Regions from separate parts of the Hordeum vulgare genome. Here region 2 is linked to region 1. The links are chromatin contacts, called in public Hi-C maps. All regions are on one chromosome and are shown on one strand. Each heading gives the region's core, a stretch centred on a gene start, on an enhancer-like site or on the middle of the called end of the contact. The rest is flanking DNA. Distances are from core to core; before and after follow the strand shown. Region 1 has its middle 230 kb from the start of LOC123426527. Region 2 holds the start of LOC123430201 (a long non-coding RNA gene).

Evidence for each region. Hi-C and Micro-C count contacts between places; a contact is called where the count stands out from the background.
Region 2: a Hi-C map of leaf shows a contact between it and region 1, with 4 times the contacts expected there. The contact joins two enhancer-like sites. A contact is called at or near these places in 3 of 6 Hi-C or Micro-C datasets (leaf and seedling).

Annotation. Positions count from the first base shown.
Region 1 is chr2H:429,799,338-429,807,145 of MorexV3_pseudomolecules_assembly, reverse strand. No RefSeq gene overlaps it. Among protein-coding and RNA genes, the nearest start is that of LOC123426527, 230 kb to the right of the region's middle. Within about 2 kb of position 4,430, at least 2 of the 3 cell types and tissues checked have open chromatin away from gene starts, as enhancers often do. A contact at or near this core is called in leaf, where this site is marked.
Region 2 is chr2H:430,475,419-430,483,226 of MorexV3_pseudomolecules_assembly, reverse strand. It overlaps LOC123430201 (a long non-coding RNA gene), which reads left to right and starts at 7,007. Exons shown (of 2, transcript XR_006622888.1): 1 at 7,007-7,103; 2 at 7,234-7,573. Within about 2 kb of position 2,721, at least 3 of the 3 cell types and tissues checked have open chromatin away from gene starts, as enhancers often do. A contact at or near this core is called in leaf, where this site is marked.

The DNA.
Region 1 (7,808 bases), core at 3,181-5,680:
GCATATGCGACCTTCACAAACACAATAAGTAAGATGTGATAGGCAATGGAGATACTAGGTAATATCTCATAGCTATTTGTTCCACTTGTTCATGTTATTAATATGCTCGATGATATTTTCACGTTCTTTAAGCTTCTCACTAATATGCCTTCAACGTCCCAATCCATCATGTGCTAAGGAACTTCGAATCCTATTGGTGCTAGACTTGAAGATCTTAAGTAAAAAAACTTTGTTGACATCTTTTGAATAAACTAGCCATTTCCTATCATGTTTCTCTCCATTGCTTAACTTTCTATGATAATGAGTATACGAAAAATGTCTTCCAGCATCCTCTACATGGTATTACATTTTATCCTCTCTAGCACGCCCTTTCTCAACTAAGATATCTCTTGCTTTTATTATCAAGATTGTCCTAATTTCTTGGATCATAAATATCAGCAGTATAATCTGGCTGCTAATCAACGCTAGCAGATTCGGCATGTGCATCCGATGAATTGCCTACATTCTTGGGGCCACTTACATTTAGGGATGGCACCCGTAGGATATGAGTATGAGTGGAGCCACCCCATACCCTTACCCGTTCTCCCTGAGCTTATCCATCACCCTTATCCATATCCGTCAATGGGTACATTTTTTCACATATCCGTTATCCGACGGGGTATACGGGTAACCGCAGGTAGAATTACTCATGTTTGCAAATTAACAAGTTGAACAATTTATAGTCATAAACAACAACATATAATCATAGTTTACAAAAATAGATTATAACAACAACATATACTTATAAACAACATCATATAGTCATAAACAACAATGCATAGTCAGACATCTTGATTTCACAAACTCTTGACATAGTGTAGATTGTAGAGATAATATTGAGTTTACAAAGATTTTATATGATCACATACCGGTACCCGCTATACCCGATGGATTTCAGATTTTTCTATTTATTATTCATGAGTAAATTTTTATCCCATACCCTTATCCTAATAGGATTTTTACCCGCAAGATACGTGGGTTATGGGTAACCATTGTCATCCTTATTTACATTGCTAACGCCGATGTTGGAGTTGATATTTTCTTCTTGCTAATGAGAGTTCGAATTTTCGTTAGTCTGTTGCTCTTTCACTATGGCAACAATCGTCAACGCATCATCTAGGTTTGGCGAAGTAGTGGAAGCACCAATATTACCTGGCTTGAGAAATTGCCGAATACCTCCGTATTGTGAGTTTATCAATTTTTTGACTCCCTTTTTTTTTTCCTTTTATCGTTGCCTAATGGATATTTTCTTTTGCTGGGCGGCATGACAACAAACACAATGTTGAAAACAAAAGAATGTTGCATCAGTTGTTGAACGGTGCCAGCTCTGAATCAAAAAATTTGTTGTATGAATACATACTTCAATACCTGATCCTGAATCCTGATGCCAAATTTCAGATTTTTAGTAGTCTGTACGTGTCTATGGTCCGCACATGAATGAAAGGAGAGGAACTGAGCAAGGGCCAATAGCGTCCTTATTTCTGTAGACTGCAGTCTGTACTTGTGAGTTGTGAACTGAAATCGTTTTAGATTAGGAAGATAATTAGCCAATTACCAGGGGACGGCGGCAGTGGCCTTAGATGCCCGGGCAGGTGCGAGTAGTATAGGGGTCATGTGTCTCTCTGCTGCGTGTGTCTCTGCTGCGACGCTGCGTGCGTGTCTCTGATGTGTGCGTGTAGTGTACGGCCACTACGACGACGTCGGCGGCGGCCAGTAGCTAGGGCTCGGGACGTGGGCTCTTCGTGATGCAACAGGAATGAAACCGTCCAGCCGCGGATCTCTCGACGTTTCCTTTATTTCTGAGGATCTGCCGTTATCTTTTCTGAGAACAAACGACTCTATCGCTGGCCGCTGGGATCGAGCGATCAGCAGTTCTTCCTATTCCAGCGCTTCTAGTACTATGGGCCAAGGCTCTCTCAGGCTGGCCTTCTGTTTGTAACTGACCTGTGACACTTATCAGGATCCTAAAAATATCGGATGCGACTTGTTTCTGGATTAAGCTGTAAAAATTTTGGTAATACAGTAACCCAATGCATAGTTATAATTTCAGGTTCAGAGAGTTATTGAATGAACCGTGACACATCTTGCTGTGACACATATATATGGGCGTTGTTGCATAGGGTCTGTTTGACACTGTTTGGCACCGCTTCACATTTTGAAATTCAAGTCCGCTCTAAAGAGTTGCAAGCCAAATGAAGCGAGATCATCATATGCCGCTGCGCACAAAAATTAAAATATAAAGTGCAACTCGTTATTTTCGGTGAAGTTCTTCAAGGGATGCTCCTAAAACTCTAGAAGTTAGAATTGGAATAAAATTACCAACCACTCGCATCAATAAGTGGATATCCTTTTTTTCGTCATTCAATCTGATAGATCATTTTCATCAAAGTTCTCATTCTTGCAATTGTAGCTAGCTGAAAGGCAAATATGATAAACTGCTCTTTGGTAGAGCTGCAACTCCTGTGTAAAACTACATCGAAGTAGATTTGACAGGGTTAAGCTAATGAAACTGCCCCAGAATATATTTACTGGAGCTCCAAATAAGGTCACAATCTCAAAACTATTAACTCATTTGTGAAATTTGTGCCTTTTTTAAAATCATGAACTTTTTAAAAATTACCAAAGTTTTCCTAAATTCAGGAAGTTTTTTTTTTCAAATTTGCAAACGTTTTTTCAAATTCATGCACTTTCTTGAATTCTTGAATTCTTTTGCAGTTTTTTGAACATCCTTTATTTCTGAACTCTTCCAAATTCATGAACATTTTAAAAGCCATGAACTTAGTTCGTGAACTTTTTAAAAGTTTATCCATTTATTTCAAATCCTTGAACTTTTTAAATTTCATGAAAGTTTTCATATGTGAGCTCTTTCAAATATGTGAACTTTTGATTCAACCTCATGAAATATTTTCGAATTTATGAAAAAATCAAATTCACGTACTCTACTAAAAGTTGCAAACTTTTTTTCAATTTGCTAATATTTCTAAAATACAATAAACTTTTTTAAAATCCACGAACATATTTTAAACTCATAAATATAACAAACCTTTTCAAATCTGTGAACTTTCTTCGGAATTTTTGAACTATTTTCCAAATCCATGCACATTTAAAAATTCATGAAAAAATCAATTTGTGTTCTTGCTTCGAATTCACAATCTTTTATCGTATTCATGAACTTATTTTCAAATTCTTGAGTATTTTTTGGCATCCAATCATTTTTGTTGTACCAATATTTTTCATGAGAGAAGACAAATCGTGTCTTCCACCACGTAACCGCACCCTTTTATTTTGAGTGAAACGTAACTAAAGCCAGACGACCGAATGCAGCCATGACGGTAGCAAACCGTATTTTGAGTGAGACAAATGTACGGGAGCTCCTATGCAGCGCTGAACACGCCGGCCAATGATCCGGCGCTTAGAGGGTTGCTAGTATGGGCCGGCCTACTAGCGTGCTGACCAGAAACGTCCAGATTTTCTATTTGTTACGAAAATAATAACATGAAATCAAAAAAGGTTTACAGATTAAAAAAAGGTTCATTCATTTGAAAAGAAATACTCCTTTCATCTCAAAATAAGTGTCGTTGTTTTAGTACTAAATTTTACCAACTTATTTAGTACTAAATTTGCGACACTTATTTTGGGATGGAGGGAGTATAGCTTAAAAAAGGTTCATTAATATTGGAAAAAGTCCGATTTGAAAAAAAAACTTGATTAGAACTAAGAAAAAAAATCATCCAATTTAGAAAAAGTTCATTAATATTTAGAAAGTTCATAAAATTTGAAAAAATCTCATAGAGTTTCGTTCATGTATTTTTTAAAAATTTCATTGAACTTAAAAAAATCTTTATAAAGTTCATCAATTTGATAAAAAATCATCCATTTTCAAAACGATGTACATAAAATTTCAAAAAAGTTATTTAATATTCAGAAAAGATCATCGAATTTTAATATTTTAGAAAATGTTCGTCGATTTTTAGAAAAAAGTACATCAATCTTAAAAAAATATACATTGAATATTTTAAAAAGTCCATTCACATATAAAATGTTCATAGAACTTTAAAAAACAAATGTTAACCAGCGCCTAGATGGACCTTCCATTTACGAAAGCCACATGCGCAAGTTAACAAAAATGAACATTAACTAACGCATGTGGCACCAAATAGAAAATGCCCAAATATATTCGGCTGCGGCCCGTTAGTGAATGGGCATCGGCTCTTTGTCGGGGCTATATATCGCCCGTATCTTTTCCTAATAATAAAGGAGATATTGCTTCTGCCGTACGTCATAATATATACCCCTGAAGTTGCAAATAATTACCCACTATGCCACCCGCAAGTGAGAAAAACGGTTCGTTTGTTTACACCGGCTGTTTGGGTTGGTTAAGAGCAGGCAATCCTAAATATTATCACGACTACAAAGGTGTCCTGGTGGTTCAACTAGTGCGCCTCTAGCCAGGCAGCCTGGGTTCGAATCGCATCCATGCATTTTATTTTGCCCTCTTTTCTCTTTGATTTTTTGATGGGTGTAAGAGCAGATTCAAAATGTTTTAGCTTTTTTATTTCTGCCCTCTTTTCTCTTCTATTTTTTGATGGGTGTAGGAGCAGATTCAAAATGTTTTAGCTTTTTTATTTTTGCCTTCTTTTCTCTTTAATTTTTTGTGGGTGTAGGAGCAGATTCAAAATGTTTTTCGAAATATTCATATTATTTAAACCAAGAATTCAAATCTAACATATTTTTATAATTATGTTTTGGTTGCAACCTTAATTAATATTTTAATACCTTCTTTATATGTGGTATTCTGAAAATGTCTATTGTTTATGTTTCATACTCATTTAAATGCCGTAAATATGATTATTTGATGCTCTCGCAATAACAATTATTGGCATTATATGGGATGTTCATTCCTATCGGATACTATACCTTCTTTATATGTTATATATGAAATTTGATTAAAAAATGTGTAGAATTTAAATAGGATGTTATTTTTAACTGTTGAATACTTCTTAAATATTATTTTTGGTGCAAACTTAATCTGTAGTGCACGGTCATTTTTTTCTCTATTTTCGACGACGATACGAATTGCAATAAACATTCATTAAACTAAAACCAAATTGAGAGGAAAGAAAACATCGTTAACCACACATGCACACCTTTGGAAAACCTCGTGGGGAGAAACAATATATTTCTCATCTTATTCCGAGTGACTATACATTCAAACGCGTTTTCGTTGTGTGAACACTAAGGCCATCGTCAGCAACACAAATGTGATGCCATGTTACGTTCAGAGCGTATGTTATTTTCTCTTCTGTTGCAACGCACGGGCTCTTTTGCTAGTAGATTCCTAACAGCAATCGCCTGCGGGCGACAGAGGCCGACCGACCCACTTTGCAGCGCCGGTACTTCGCATTCTTGTGGCAGTGGCTCGTAGTTGTCAGTAGAGTTCCTCTTTTTCTTTTTTTCTTTTTTGGCTATTTGTTTATGGGAAATGTTTGGGGCAGCCGGTCGTTCGAACGGTTCGGTCGGCCTAGTGCGCGTGATAGGATTAAGGTTAATTTTATTGTGCGTTGGCCGTCTTAGTGATTTTTTGCTACAATCAATGTCAAATTTTATTACATCGTTCATTAAAAAGCTTCATTCATGTTTGTCAGAGTTGCAATTCAAGTCCGATGATTTTTTTACTACAACCGATGTCGATTTTTTACAACCGATGTCGATTGTTGCTATAACTGTCCACTAAAAAAGATGCATTCACGTTCGTCAGAGTTGCAACCCGAGTTTGTCGGATTCTTTTGCTACAACCGGTATCGATTTCTGCTACAACAGTTGTCGATTTTTGCAATAATCATCCACTAAAAAAGCTGCATCCATGTTCGTCAGAGTTGTAATCCGAGTCCGTCGGAGTTGTAGCCACCTTCATCCAATGATTTTTTTTGCTACAACGGTATCGATTTTTGTTACGACCGGTATCGACTTTTGCTATAATGGCTGCAGTCGGCACCTGTAAAAGCTACAGCCGGCGGGGAGCGTGGCGCGCGCCGCCGTGGGGGAGCAGGCGATCGGAGGAGTCGACCTTGAGTAGCATTCCGACGGCGGGCGTGAGCGGTGACGCAAAGCGAAGGCTGAAGACGGTGTCCATAGCGTGCGCGGACAGCGAGCACAGGAATCCATCCATGGCGAGTGTAGGAGGTGTAGCTACATCCATGGCAGTGACCGCCGGCGAGGGCAACGACCGGCATCGCAGACGGCGAACCGACAACCTGGGAGGCGGTGCTTCGAGGTTAGTCGTTCACTCGTTCATGCCACTATAATTTTTCTAGCGCACCACTGTAGCACTTTTAAAGCGCACGATCCGGAGCATCTTCCAAAGAAGCGCACTAGTGCAGCGCCCGATCTAGTCCGGTCCAGCGGCCCCACCTACAGCAGCTCAGAGTTTGATGCGCGCGCAAGCCGGCGCACCAAATATTGCGCGCGATAGTGTTTTTAAGCGTGTGCCCAAAAGTTTTTAGCGAGCGCACTGTTTTGCAGTGTCTATTGGACCTGTCCGGCGCTAAAAAACGAATCTTTTAACGCGCGGAGTAGTTTTTTTGACAGCTGTTGAAGATGCTCTAAGAAAGACGACATGAGAAGCTCTAATCTAACGGTAGTACATGCTCACATCAAACGGTTGGGGGTACAGACCGGCGCCCAGCAGTGCCTTTTGTTTATTTGCTGGTTTTTGGTTTATCTTTTTCTCGCATTTTATGCTTTGGTTTTATTATTATTCTCAAGGTTTTCTGTTTTCCTTTTTCCTTCTTTATACTTTTGTTTCGTTTATTTCCTTATAGGTTTTCTTTGATTTTTTCCTTGCAAATTTTCATTGATTTATATTTTTAATACACTTCCATTTTTTCATATATGTTGTACATTTTCATATATATTAATAGATTTTCGTATATTAAACTTTATCAAATACATGTTTAATATTTTTAATATAAATATGTGCTATTTTTAAATACATGTGGAGACGTTTTTGAACGATAAAAATATTATTACACACTACGTAAATATTTTTAGTGAATTGTACATTTTGTTTTGAAAAAATCACGATAACATATATAAAAGTTATGATGATTTGTTTAAATGTGACGTACATTCTTTGAATACTTTATTATTTTATTGAAATGTGAACATTTTGTATTTGTCCCTTTTCTACACATGTGTGCCACATTTTTCGTACATATGGTTAACTTTTCCCATATACATGATTAATGTCTTTCTACTTTTTTGTACGGCTCAGAATTTTTCTAGACATGTTTTTTTAAGAAAAACTGTAAGGAAAACCATCCACAACGAGTTTTTTTAAATAATAAGAATCCAAATTCGTGTTTTTGGAGACTTGAACCTGGATGGCTGGTTTGTACATCCACTCCACTAGCCAAGTGCGGTAGGCTCACTTCCTCAATTTTTTACATATGTTTAACATTTTCAAATTCAAAATTAGCATTGTGCAGATTGTTTTTGGAAAAATGTTCCGAATACATTTTGAATTTTTTTGAAAAATAATTAAACATTACACACATCTTTTAAATGTATGAATCATTTATCCGAATTACACAAAAAATGAACTTGTTTTCTTTTTCTCAAAGAAAGGAAGATGATATAGCCGACGCCACTAGGTGGCTCGCTTTTCTGCATCATTTTCTAATGGCTCCCCTCCGCTGACGGCCTTTTTTCGCCGGTGGTGAGGGGATCGTCGAATATCATGCATGGAGGCATGTGTAGCTATAGGGTTA
Region 2 (7,808 bases), core at 1,472-3,971, 680 kb before region 1:
GAATACCAATGAACTTTTTTGAAAATTGATTAATTTTTTTTTCTGAAAATGGATGAATTTTGTAAAAAATTGATGAACTTTGTTAAGATTTATGAACTCTTTTCAGTTCAATGAACGTTTTTATAAAATACATGAACTTTTTTTCTAATTTCTTAGAAAAAATTTCAGATTTAGTAATCTTTTTTAAATTTAATGAACTATTTCCAAATTGGATGAAAAAAATCTATTTCAATGCACCTTTTCAAGTAGATGAACTTTCTTCAAAATTGATGAACTTTTTTCAACTGGATGAAATTATTTCTTTAAATTTATAAACCTTTTGGATTTCATATTTTTATTTTCATAACAAATAAAAAATCTGGAAGGTTTTTTCCTACTAGATTAACAAAAAAAGAACAAAAAATAAATTGGGCAGCTCATGAGCATGCTAGTGGGTCGACTCATGCCAGCAAGGTTGCAAGCGTTGGATCGCTAACGGTCGCCTGCAGCACCGACTAGAAGCTCCTGCGCGCGTCAGATAGGAGGTCCTCGAGGCGAGGCCTTTCTCTCGCTAAAGACTCTGGGCAGCTGGGCTGGTCTAGCTGGCGACCGCGCCCGCGTCGTTGCCCTTTCTGAAAATCTATCCAACATGTTGATTCTTCTTTTTTGCATCTTCTTTGTTTTGTATCATTGTTTTGAATAGCGGGCTATAGCCCTACTATTGCCTTGCTATAGCCTTTTCAGCAGGGTGTCGTTAAATATAATCATGTACAAATATGTTGCTATAGTCCGCTATAGCTTCGCTATAGCTGATTTGAAAGTTCGTCGCTATTTGGCATAGCGCACAATTTAAAACATTGGTTTGCACATTGAACTCGCAGTCCAAAATTCTGTGGATACATTTTCTTCTAGTTGGTACAAATTCTTTGGATGAAGTACTAGGTGAGAAATAGTTATTCTTCATCCCCTCTATTTTAATATAAATTCATCATATTTTTTTGTTTCATAAATTTTATCTTATTTCATACATAAAAGAAGAACGCAGGAAGATATATGATGGTTGTAAACATTATTTTATGTTACATAACAACATAGTAAAATATGCATTAAATGCATTTTTTGGTCTTATGACCTATATTTTTGTATTTTTATGCCAACTTTTACATATTAAAACAATATAAATATAATTATTTATATTTCAAATGTAATTTATTTAAAAAATAATTGAAAAATTACCTTGGGTGAAAAATAAATTATTCTGCACCCAAAATATTTAAAACATTTGTTGAATGAATAATTGAAAAATACCGAATAATTATTTCAAAAATAGTAATCAAGCATTTAAAAAATGTTGAATACGTATTTAAAAAATGTTGTACAAGGAAATGAAAAATGTTAATCAAGCATTCGGAAAAATGTTGAACAATCATTCAAAAAAGTTAAACAGTTATTCAAAAAAAAATCACTTAAAATAAATTTATCAAGTATTTTTAAAATGTTATTTAAGTATTCAAAAAATGTTTAACGTTTGTAACAAATTGTAGATCATGTATTACAAAAATGTTGACCCTGAACTGAAAAACATTAACCTTTTATTTAAAAACTGTTAATTAAGCATTTCAAAAATGATTAAAATGTATAAAAAATATTGACCATGGATTCAATAAATGTAAATATTATATTTAGAAAATGTTAATAATGCATTTGAAAAATATGTATAGAAAAATTGTTGACTGTGTATTACAAAAATGTTTAATTTTTATTTTAAAATTGTTGGACATGTATTAGAAAAATGTTGTTGACATATACAAAAAATGTAAAAGTAATTACCACAAGAACAAAGAAAACCGAGAAAATAAAATGAAAATTATGAAAAAAAATGCAAAATGGGATAAAAATAAGGAGATGAAGAAAGAAGTGATGATCAAAAATTAAATTTGAGAAGGCGCAGAGGAAGCGGTTGCTACGACAACATAACATTTTCCTGTATGGACAAAGGAGTGATGAACAATAATCAATATGGGCCTTACAACTCGCATGCAACCGCGCGGCAATGTGGTGAAATTATACTTTTCATTTCTTTTTGGAAAAGAAAATATTGAGAAAAACAATCCATTTACGCATTAGACAGAGAGAAAACATAACAAGAAGAGGGAAAGAGTAGAGAGCAACACAACATAGTAACGGCCATGAGTTAGTACATACACCATAGTTGGCATACAACAAACATCTCATGATCGTAGAAATCCATCGATGTGCAAAGCCAATATGTTCCATCATTTGCTGCAAAAACAAGCATTCCACTCTATCATATGTCTTTATCATGTCTAACTTAACCCGCACATAACGACTTCATTCTTTTCCTTTTATGAATGGCGTGAACACACTCGTATGCCAAAAGTACATTATCAGTAAATACATGAAAGCACTTTTCTCCTCAGAGATGAGAACATGTAATGTACCTTTCAGTCGGTTTGTAAAGACCTTCGTCGCGATCTTATAGAATACATTACATAGGCTGGTAGGTCGAAATTGTTATAGTAACTATGAAGAATTACATTTTGGAATCATAACAATGACCAGTGCATTAAATGCTTTTGGTGCCGTCATCCCCTTCAGAAAATCTTTGACCATCCGACAAACATTGTTACGTACCAGCAGTCAGTCTTAGTGGTAGAATAAGGCCGGAAGCCCATCCGGCCCAGGCGCCTTCCTTGGACCCATCTGAAAGAGGGAATCTCCTATTTGTCGCTTGTTGCGTCAAGCTGTCGGTGCTTCGCACACGCGAGCGACCGAGAAGCGACGCAACAGGCTTGCCCGTTTAAGCATTCCAACGCCTCCGGTTTTGGAAACCGTGTTCCCAGCCGATTTTTTGGTTTTGGGAAACTTCGAGAAGGTTCCTTGAACCGGTTTTTTCTTTTTTCCGTTTTTCTTTTTCATATATTTCTGTTTTCTTTTCTCTCAGTTTTTCCTTTTCTGTTTTTGTTTTGTTTCCATTTTGTTTTTTAATTAATTCAAAATTTGTGCACAATTCAAAAAATGTCTATGGTTTCAAAATTTGTGCAAAATGAAAAAATGTTTACGGTTCAAAAATTTGTTCATGAATTTGTAAATTATTTATAATTTTATAATTTTGTTCATGTTTCAAAATTTGTTTGCACTTTGAATTTTTTTTACGGTTTAACGAAAAATGTTAATAATTTTATAGTTTTATTCATGAATTTGAAATTTGTTCACGTTTCAAAATTTGTTCATGTTTCAAAATTTGTTCATAATTCAAAAAATGTTTGCTGTTTCAAAATTTGTTCACAGATTCAAAAAATATTCACATTTTATAATTTTGTTCACAATTTGAAATTTATTCTTGTTTTTCAATTTTGTTCATAAATTTTCGAAAAATAATCTGGAATTCTAAAAATTCTTCACCTTTTTCATAAATGTTTGTAAATTTGAAATCGGTTCATGTTTTCAAATTTTGTTCATGTTTTCATATAAAGTAAATGAATTTTGTTCACATTTTCAAAAAAAACTCATGTTTTTAAAAAAAAATCCTCGTTTTTGTTCAGAATTTAGGAATTTTGTTCATATTATCAAATATTCTTCAAATTTTTCAAATATCGTTCATGTTTTTCGAAATTGTTCAGAATTTTAGTAAATTTGTTGTTATTTTGAAAAAATTGTCCACCTTTACAAAAAAATCGGATATTGAAATTTGTTCATGCTTTAAAAACAGTGTGCATGTTTCTTCTATAGGAATTCATAGACCTTTGCCCGTGTTTTTCAAAATTTGTTCACTTTTCGAAATATTATTCACATTTTTCAGTAATGATCTGAAATTTGAATTTTTTTAATGTTTTTAAACTCTACACGTCTTTGTACAAAATTTACGAATTTTGTTTACATTTTCAAAGAAAAAATCAACTTTTTGAAATTTTGTTCACGTTTTAAAATAGTTCACCATCTCAAAAAATGTTCCAGCTTTCTAAATTTGTTCACAAATTCAATAGATTTTATGTTTTCGAAATTTGTTTATAAATTCAAAAAATTATTCATGTTTTCACAATTTGTTCGCCAACTCAAAAAATATTCGGTGAGAATTTTAAAAAATGTTGTTTTGTAAAATTGCTCATAATTTCAAAAACAGTTGACGTTTCACACTAAAAAAGTTTATAAAATACTTTTTGGAAATTTCATGATTTTTTTCTGCTTTTAGTTTCTTCAATTTCCCCGTTGTAAATCTCATGTGAACGTGCGAGTTGTGGTGGGTAGCGTGGCATGTGCATAAACGAGAGGTTATGGGTTTGATGCATATCGCAAGTAGTTTTTGAAATTGTGTCTACTCTGAAGCGAAGCCACTGCAAAATGGACCAGTACAGGGTGCACGACGCCCTGTACGAAACCACTACTCCTTGCCGCAATAAGCAACGAATAGAACCTCTCCTGAAAGAGGGTTGCCTGAATCTCAACATCGGAGATTGGAGCCAGCAACGCAGCACTTCATTCATCTCATCGGTGACTAAGAGCATTTACAGCCGGACCTCTCAAATTCGTCTCAAACGCCGGGATAGCCCGTCCGGTCATTAATCGGTCACAAAAAATCGACTAAATCGAATCCCTCGTACCGTCTCAAATGTCCGGACTAACCGACACCACTCATATTCATCTCAAATATGAGGACGGTATGAGGGCTCGCGGACGTGTCCGGACACGCCCAACCAGTTCGCCACATAGGACGCGACCGCATCCCGAACCATATTTTCTTTTTTTTATTCCTTCTTTTCATTCTCTTTCTTTTTCACGAACCACATTTAAGTGATCGGACATATAAGAAAAAATATAAAAAATACAGTTGCACGAACGAAAAAGTAAGGATTTAAAATGAATACGCCATATGTCACTGATTAATCGTGTCCGCGGGCGTGTGAATTTGCACCATAGATGATGTAAGTGATCAATGTTGTGCAACAAAGTGTTAGCTCTCTGTGACCCATCCGAAGTCAAGAGTTGCCTCATCAGACTACTCGACCATACCGACCATACCATACGTCTCTGTACGTCAGCTCTTCAGAATACTCGGTCGATGAGAGAGAGAGAGAGAGAGAAGACGCTGCAGTGCAGTGCAGAGAGGAGTGGGCTGGGTGGTGCAGACATGGGAAGACTCGAGAAAGGCCAAAGCAAAGGTGTTGAGTTGGGAGACAGTGCAAGCAACGACGGGGCGGGGGGTCGGGGGGGCATCACGAGTTTTCGCTCCTACGTCTGCGTGCATGGGGAGTAGCGAAAGGCGGGCAGCCACCATCCGATTCCGACCCGGCCGGCGTACCCGTACGCTACGTACGAATCGCTTGCATCCTTCCACTTCTTACTCTACCTGCACGTACCACCGTTGCACCTACCACGACAACACACTTGCTTTTTTGCATGGGCGCCACCGTGGAGCGCTGTATCACGAGCATGTGGCTCGTCGCTTGCGCACACGACACGTCATCATGCGGCTGCCGATAGGGATAGAGACGAGAGCCGCCGTACGGACCGTGGAGTGCACCAACGGGTTTCCGACCCAGACTGCTTTCCATTTTCTTTCGACACAGGATAGGAGTATATATCTTCCAGCACAAGAGCGCACAAAGCCCGGCATAAGAGACAGAAACAAATGAGCAGCACATGACATGTGTGTTTTTTCATGACTAGAGCATGTCAGTTATTACTCCCTCCGTTTTTAAATATAAAATCGTTTCTGATATTAGTATATTAAAAATAACTCATCACGAAGGTGCAGAATCCTGACTTGCGCCCTATTAGCCTTTGCAACGTTGTCTACAAGCTCGTGTCTAAAGTTCTGGCCAACCGCCTTAAAAGTATATTGGGGGAGATCATTTCTCCAACCCAAAGTGCTTTTGTTCCAGGGAGATTGATCTCTGATAACACTATTCTTGCATATGAGATGTCTCATTTTATTAGGAGGAAAAGATCAGGGAGAACTGGTTATATGGCTCTCAAACTTGACATGAGCAAAGCCTATGACCGTGTTGAGTGGCCATTCTTACAAGGTATTATGAGGAAGATGGGATTCAGTGAGGTGTTCGTGCAATTAATTATGAAATGTGTGCAAACAGTGAAGTACAAGTTTAAGATTAATGGTCAGCTTTCTTCTTTGTGCAATTAATTACGGCAGGGTGATCCTATATCCCCATACCTGTTTCTTCTTTGTGCAGAGGGGTTTAGAGCTATGCTCCATCATGCTGAGAGTGTGGGGGAACTCAAGGGAATCAGATTGGCGAATGCTGCACCATCGGTGTCCCACCTTTTGTTTGCCGATGATTCATTGCTGCTGTTAGAAGCTGGTGAAAATAGTGCAACAAAAATAAATGATATTCTTCAATGTTATGAAGCATGTTCCGGACAGGTTATCAACCGTGATAAATCATCCATCCTTTTCAACCGAAATACAAAACGCCATGTGAAAGAAGCTATCCTTGCTGGTTTGGGTCTCTCATCTGAAACGTTTGGTGGCAAATATCTTGGGTTGCCATCATATGTTGGTCGTAATAAAATCAAATGCTTTGAATACTTGAAGGAGAGGATTTGGAAGAGACTACAAGGGTGGAGGGAGAAGTGTCTATCGAAGGCCGGTAAGGAGATTTTGCTTAAAGCAGTAGCACAGGCGATACCGACTTATGCTATGGCGTGCTTTGATTTAACAAAGGGCCTATGTGATAGTATTAGTCTGATGATATGCCGGTATTGATGGTCACAGAATGATAAAGATCGTGCTATGCATTGGGTCTCTTGGGAGAAAATGATGAAACATAAGGAGGAAGGGGGGCTAGGCTTTGGCGATCTGCATATTTTCAATCTTGCTATGTTAGCGAAGCAAGTTTGGCGTCTCATTCAAGCGTCGGAATCCCTTTGTGCTACAGTTCTCCGGGCTCTGTATTTTCCAGATGGGAACGTCTTGAAGGCTTCTCCGGTGAAAGGTATGAGCTATGTGTGGCGTAGTATTTTAAAGGGGGTCAAGGTGGTCAAAGAAGGAATGGTTTGGCGGGTTGGAGATGGCACCCATGTCAAAATCTGGGAGGATCCGTGGCTTCCTAGAGGCACTACAAGGCGCCCAATTTCTCACAGAGGTACTCACGATGTACAAACTGTATCAGAGTTGATCGATCATGATAGTATGTGTTGGAATGAAAACCTTGTTCGATCCACTTTTTTGCGTGGAGGATGTCCAGGAGATTTTTTCCATTCCTTTGTGTGTAGATACAGAGGACTGGATTGCATGTCATTTTGATGCAAAAGGGGAATTCTCTGTTAAATCGGCTTACCGTGTGTATTTAGCGACCGAGCTACTGAATTCTGGTAGCAATGAAGGATGGCCTTCGGTTGGTGATTCATGGAAGAATAAAGTCTGGAGGGATTTATGGAAATTGCATTGCCCGGCAAAAATACACCATTTTCTTTGGAGGTTCGGCCATAATAGCCATCCTTTGCATATGAATATTGCCAGGAGAAGAGTGGTCCTGGACACATCTTGTGTTGTCTGTCATAGGCTCTTTGAGGATGGTGGTCATTTATTTTTCCGATGCAAGGGTGTTAAACCGCTCTAGCGGGGTCTCCAGATTGAGGATATTCGTTTGCAACTGATGGAATGTCAAGGCCCGATCCATGTGTTGGAATGTATTATGAAACTCCCGTACGAGAAGAAGATGATGACCGTCGCACTTTTGTGGGCTTGGTGGTCAGAGAGGAACAAAACTAATCACAATGAGTCCAGGCTATCCACTGGTGAATTTATTTTCTTGATCAAGCGAAGCACGGATGAGTGGCTCCGTTTT